Linked DNA regions of Mus musculus: region 1 is linked to region 2. A link is a contact called in public HiChIP or PLAC-seq data. All regions are on one chromosome and are shown on one strand. Each heading gives the region's core, a stretch centred on a gene start, on an enhancer-like site or on the middle of the called end of the contact. The rest is flanking DNA. Distances are from core to core; before and after follow the strand shown.

The links. HiChIP or PLAC-seq counts read pairs in DNA pulled down with a chosen protein or histone mark.
Region 1: a contact with region 2 is called in an H3K27ac HiChIP or PLAC-seq map of extraembryonic endoderm stem cells. The contact joins two enhancer-like sites. A contact is called at or near these places in 4 of 484 Hi-C or Micro-C datasets (cortical neurons, embryonic stem cells and stem cell-derived neural progenitor cells) and 3 of 115 datasets of contacts at active chromatin or transcription factors (extraembryonic endoderm stem cells, stem cell-derived neural progenitor cells and trophoblast stem cells).

The regions. Positions count from the first base shown.
Region 1 is chr4:105,117,140-105,120,414 of GRCm38.p6, forward strand. No RefSeq gene overlaps it. Among named protein-coding and RNA genes, the nearest start is that of Prkaa2, 8.9 kb to the left of the region's middle. Within about 2 kb of position 1,957, at least 4 of the 459 cell types and tissues checked have an H3K27ac peak or open chromatin away from gene starts, as enhancers often do. A contact at or near this core is called in extraembryonic endoderm stem cells, where this site is marked.
Region 2 is chr4:104,937,733-104,941,022 of GRCm38.p6, forward strand. The region is part of intron 1 of Fyb2 (FYN binding protein 2); the gene reads left to right. Among named protein-coding and RNA genes, the nearest start is that of Fyb2, 26 kb to the left of the region's middle. Within about 2 kb of position 1,754, at least 6 of the 459 cell types and tissues checked have an H3K27ac peak or open chromatin away from gene starts, as enhancers often do. A contact at or near this core is called in extraembryonic endoderm stem cells, where this site is marked.

The sequences.
Region 1 (3,275 bases), core at 707-3,206, 180 kb after region 2:
CTGCGGAGGTCTGAGTAAGTGGACAGCACCCGCACCTTGCAGTGATTATCATCTCTGTTACAGCTGTCCTTGGGAATTAAAACAATCCCTGACAAAACCAACAGCGTGTGTATTATTTGGAGCTTTTTCGAACACACTTTTAATGACCTCAAATGGGTATTAATGCTTCGACTGTTAGTTCAATCCTGTTAGCCTTAAGCACAAAGCTTTAGATGATTAATTAGTGCAAACAAGATAAATTAGGTAATTCCAAATGTTTTTATAAATAACAAAATATTTCTCCGTCTAAGGAAAAAGACTTTAAAGCTTTGCCAGAGAACTCAGTTTTCAAATTGAACTCTGGTATTTGAAGGTTCTTAATTCTCAAGTCTCAGGTTTTGTATTAGCCTTAAAACTTTCACTAATGAATGTTGAATAGCTGTTTTTAAAATACCGTTGTGTTTAAAGTGCTATGGAACTATCTATCAAACCAACTTAAATCCCCAGGCTCTGTGAGTGCACTGCTCCTTTGTTCTAGACAACATTTCTTCTTTAGTGACATTGAGTGGCCAGCAAGCATCTCAGTGCATTCACTGGTGGTGAAGTAAGGAGAAAGCCAGGCGCTGCCCTTTCCTTATTTTCACTCAGAATGGTAGCATCTGTTGAAGAAAGCCCAGACCTTCACTGGAGACAGGAAAGCAGCCCTTACTTAATACTCTTATAATAGGTATAGGGGTGGTTACTGTGGGGGTTAATGGAAGAAAAGAGATTGAAATCAACTCCCAAAAGGTCTCTGTCTACACAGGTGGGGTGTATTGTTAGATGGAATACTGCTAATCAACTAGGGAAATTCCTTGCTAAACTGATATAAGATTTTCTGGTGACAGCATGGCATGTGATCAGACATTACCTGGAAGAGAGGGAGTGGAGGGTAAGGGATTTGATTAGATAGTGGGGTTGAGCATTCTTGTTACAACTGGCCTCTTAAGGACATGCCCAACAATGAGGCCCAACTGGACTCTGATAAGCAAGTGTTTGTCACATTCTAGCAGTCTCCTGCTAGAATCAGCCAACCATAAAAGACAATGTAATGCTAGTGGTGGGTGCTGCCTGGAAACCCAAAGCTAAGTCAATAATCTCAGAGAGAAGAGGAAGAGACTGACCAAGCACTTGTACTTAGTTGTCAGAGAAAGTCTGGGAATGCAGCATTTGAGAATCATGTAAAGGGAGACTTATATGAATGAAGGCACTTCTGGAATGTTATGGATAAATCCATCTCAGACAGAAGGAACAGCAAGTTCACAACACACAGCATATACCAGACGACCGGAGAGAAAGCTCGTCCAGAGCTTAGATATGATTCATTAGCACAAACATGAAAGAGGGTCGAGAAGTTCACAGTTAGAAGGGATGCATCAGGAGACGTTCAAACAGGAGAATGACACGATGATGTGACTAATGTAAAGGGTCCGTTGGTGTGTTTATGTGGAAAACTGTCTAAGCAGTGAGAGCAATGATACAAGAATTGATGCAAGGCTGTTGTAGACCAGATGAGAGCTGATATAGGTTTACTGGGATGGTCTAGTGCAGATGAAGAAAGGCACTAAAATACAGTAGAAAGACTGAAGATAGTACATAAGGTTGCTGGTGGCTGAATGAAATGTATAAAGATCAAAAAGAGAAGAACCAAAAACTTGGCTCTCAGGGGCTTGAACCTAAGGCCTCCTCTACTGGGCAGCCTCTCTTCCATGTCTATAGCTCAACTGAATGTTTTTCCTTTTGATTTTACAAAAGGGATATAATTTTTTTTTCTGAAAAATTAGGGATGGGAAGGGAATTGTTAGATGACAAACTTCTGCTTCAACTGTGGTAAGTTCATAATGCCTTATAGGAATCCAGCAAGGCTTGTGGTCAACCGCAAAAGGGCACAATGGAGAGGAAGGTCTATCTAATCTCAAAATGTAAGTACATGTTCACTTTTTTCTCAGTACTCTGACGAGGTAGCTGATAATAGCAACTTAAGGAAAGGTTTGTCTTAGCTCACAGTTGAGGGTGTGGTTCATTATTCTGCAGAAAGGTGAGGCAGCTTGTTAGACTGCATCCACACTTGGGAGGTATTGGGGGGATGAGGGTAGACTCCCTCTTTCCTTTTCCATGGAACAGTGCTACCCACATTTAGGATGAATCTTCACACTTCAGTTAACTTGGTCTAGAAATTCCTTTACAAATAAGCCCAGATGTTTGCCTCTTTGGTGATTCTAGATCCTGTCAAGTGGACAATAGTAACCATGACGGCGTTTCAGAATCATCCACCTTTATACGCAGGACTAGAGTTCAGTCTTGGATTTACTTTGGAAGTGAATATAGAGAGCAAAGGAAGAGATAGCAGGATTTATTTATTCCAGATTTGGAGACATGGAAAAGAAGAGGTGCCATCGAAGGTCTCTAAGGAATGCCCACTGAGTTAGGTGGAAACTTAAGATGTGTTACCAGTTATTTCAAGACACTGTTATCTACTCTATCTAATGCAGCCAAGATATCAGAGGTCAAGATAATGGAGAGTTTCTAATGGGTTTGATGACTTTGACAAACCACAAGGAAAGTAATGAAGATGAACTTGTAAGTGAAATTAGTTTCTGGAAAAAAGGGAAGAAGTATATCTATTAAGTTGGCTATGAAAAGGAGCAGAGATGTATTTGAGGTGTGGGTATTCCTGCCTCTGTGTGTGTGTGTGTCACACATACACCCTGCACTCATTTGTGCATGCATGGTGCATGTGTGGATGTGGGAAGAGTGTTGGTCCTTGTCTTCCATCTTGTCGGAGGCAAGGTCTTTGGTTGTTTTCCCACTGCACATGCCAGGCTAGCTGGCCCGTGAGCTTCTGGGATTCTCTTGTCTCTGCCTCATCTTCCTATGGGAATGCTGGGATTGCAGGTGTTTGTACTTTGCATCTGGCTCTTTTTTTTTTTTTTTTTTTTTTTTTTTTTAAAGGTTGGGTCTGAGAACAGGAACATAGTCCTCATGCTTAGGCAGCAAGTACTTTTACCCAGGGAGCCATCTCCCCAGCTCCACATATTTGAATTCAACTATGAAGACAGTAGCAATAGCAAATAAATAAGTGGAGACAAAGAGAGTTCTTGTTTGATTTTGTTTTTTTAAGATGAAGAAAACTATAGCATGTTGGTATGCTGATGGGCTTGCCCAAGCTGAAAGGGAAACCTGCTAATGTATAAAAGAGTGAGTAACCTGAGAACAGGTAGCAATCCTCTCAGTGTGACAGCCCTCCCGGGCTTCAT
Region 2 (3,290 bases), core at 504-3,003:
CAGCACTCCTCCATGGTCTCTGCATCAGCTCCTGTCTGCAGTTTCCTGCTCTGTTTGATTCCCTGCCTGATTTCCTTTGGTAATGGACTGTAATATGGAAGTGAGATAAACCCTCCGCAAGTTGCTTTTGGTTATGGCGTTTTGTCATGGCGATAGCAACCCTAACTAACACAGCGCATTATCTGATTAATAGTGCAGGGGGAAATGCCAGCTTTGGAAAAGAGAGTGAAAAACTTGTTATGGAAATATATTATAGAATCATTGAGTCACCGAAGGCTTGTTCGAGTGAAGCTAATTGCCAGTGGGAAAATAAGTGCAAAAATATCAGCTGAAGCCGATGGCCACTGGACTAACTGCTAGGTATTATCTACAGCCACTGCTGCCATTTTTGTTCCTGGCACAGCCTGATTGCCTTGTTCTCCTTCATCCAGCCTTGAAGAATTTCCTGGGAAATGAATAGGAACCCCTCCATAATGCCCCGCCCACATCTCCCAAGTGCAGCAAGCTTTTAAGATGACTGATTTGTCATAACTGCCTTGGTATCAGAAGCCTACCAGAGGCATCCCAAGACAGTGCCTGGTCAATGTGTCTCATGTGGTACCTTAGGCGAGCACTCATTTTTTGTTTTGTTTTGTTTGTTTGTTTTTTAGGGAAACAGTGGCATGTCTGAGCACATAGCATGCTACTGCAGTAGAAACCCTGACTAAGGCAGGATTCCCAGCAACTTCCCAAAGATAGAGAAATGAAGCAGGTTCTGGGACTCGTAAGACCTGAATGGGCAGGGTTTGATGAGGAAAAAGTTGGTCATTAGTATTCATTTGGGGCACTGGAAAGAGGATTATTTATATTGCTATGAAAATACTATTAGGACCTTTGAATTCCAGTTCCAGTGTTTGTCTGATTTCTGATGAATGAACAGAAAGGCTTTCTCAAAGAAAAGTCTGTAGATATAGACTAAGGATTGTTGTTTCTGTCCTCTGAAAGGCTTTGCATCAAAACACCTGCGAAAGCAACCAAGGTCATGTCTTCCTCAAAGGCTCAGAAGACCCTCAGTGAGCATGGCTTTCTTCTTCCATCACTTCTGCAACGTTCTGGTTGCTCTGATCTGCCTCCCTTGAAAATGTAAAGGACCTGCATGCCCCCTGCTTTTGTTTATGCTGTCCCATGCACCCAGAATGGCTTCAGAGCCTCCCCTTCAGTGAAAATATTTCATCTCCCTTCCTGTGGGCTTCACCATACTTAGTCGTGTGTGTGTGTGTGTGTGTGTGTGTGTGTGTGTGTGTATGCACACATTCACATGTCTGTTTCTGCCTGTCTGTGTATGTGTTTGTGTTTCTTCTGCCTGTCTGTCTTCCTGTCTCTGTGCTTGTCTATGAGTCTGCCTGCCTGTCTGTCTATGTGTGTGTTTGCACACGTGCGCAAGTACACGCTCATATGTCTGTGTCTCTGTGTCTGCCTGCCTGTCTGTGTATGTGTCTTTGATTCTGCCTGTCTGACTGCCTATTTCTGTGTGTCTGCTAGTCTGTCTGTGTGCTTGTCTGTGTTTCTGCTTGCCTTCCTGTCTCTGTGTGTGCATCTATGTATGTGTGTGTATGTGTGTGTGTGTGTGTGTGCGCGTGTGTGAGTGCAGATATGGGGGTTGGAAGACAACTCACAGGAATCCGTTCTCCCCACCTTGTAATTCTGTCGGTTGGCAAACAACATGCTAGTTAGTTTGGAGGATTCTGGGAGATTCTCCCGTCTCTGTTTCCTGCCTTGCTGGGGGAGTGCTGGGATTATGGATTCAAGCCACCTTACTTGACTGTGTGAGTTCGTCAGGTTGAACTCAGGCAACCAGACTTTCAAAGCAAGGACTTTTACCCACTGAGCCACCTCAGGGCCCCAAACTGATCCATGATGCCACTACATATTTATTGGCAAAACATTCAACCTTGTGGTTAGATGGCTGTTTCCATAACCACCTTCACTGAAGGAACAGTCGCTGAGTGTTTAGGGTTGCTCGACTTAGCAGGCCCAGCTATCAGCTGAAGATAACAGAGGTGGATAGAATGCCTGCATTGTGAGAAAATGGAAAGGCTCGGAGAGCCAGTGGGCAGTTGAGATAAGTTAGAAGGTGATAAGCAAGCAGAACTGACCCAGATCAGTGCCTGGAGGCACATGACCACCGGGGGACGCTTGGTGGCTGTCTTCCTGTCTTTATGGGTGGAGACATGACAAGAGAGGAGTTTGACCTGTAGCTCCAGAAGTTCTAGAGTCCTTCCTTAAAGCATATGGGGAGTACCCCATAGGATGCAGATATCTGCGGACATAGGCTACACTTGTCAACCCTTATACCCACATCAGGGGCTTTAACTTTCAGGTTGAATCTGTTCCCAGGGCAGGCGAGGGGGCATCAGACTGCTTTGTGCTGTCTTTAGCCTTTCCTAGTGGTCTTAGGTATTAATCCCTGGTTCCAGGAATACAGGCAGTCTTCCTACTGTCCAGCTCTTGGATTCATGGAAGGTGACTGTCTACATGCTATTTTGAAGATGTTTCTATGTTAGTTAGCATTGGCAGCTATGGTTACCCCTATTACTAGAGCATAATTTCTTGGCTTCTGTGGCCTTCCCGGTGCTAGTGTACTGATAGACTCAGGGGTGAACGTGAGCCCCAAAGCCAGGCTGCATGAATCAAATTCCTGGTTTGACCTGTGACCTGGAGGGAGGGATGCACTTAGGCTTTCTGTGCTTGGTTTCTGTCTGCACCTGGGAATCCAACGGAGGTGAACAGGAATTCAGATCAGTGTGTGCCACAGGGACATGTGGGAGAAGTATTTGCCTCTTGTGTCACCACTACCATTAACTCTTCGTGATTTTATAAAATAAAAAGTGAATGAGAGACACCTGTTGTTCTCCAAGTTTGGCTAAATGGAGACCTCATAACATCACATGCAGGGAACTGGCCTTAGAAGTGTTTGACCCTGGCGGCCTCATCCTTCTGAAGTGGCACTTACTTTGTTGATGGTGTCTGGTCGCCCCTCCTTTCCATCTTGGAGATAAGCCTGTTCTGTTTAGGGGACACTACACCTTTCATCTTTGATTGTTCCCACAATAGCACAGGCTTGGCTTTGCCGTGTGCTTACCAAATGAAGCTCACCTGGTCCATCCAGAGCGGAAGTGCCCCGGATTGTTTCCAAAGCTATTTTCAGTGCAGTCTGCTGACATTAGAGGGGGTTGATTGTTTCTGTGGATGCTCAAAGCTGACCTCAGAAAGATGGTGCAAGGGAACGTTAAACGTCTACAATTCCCATT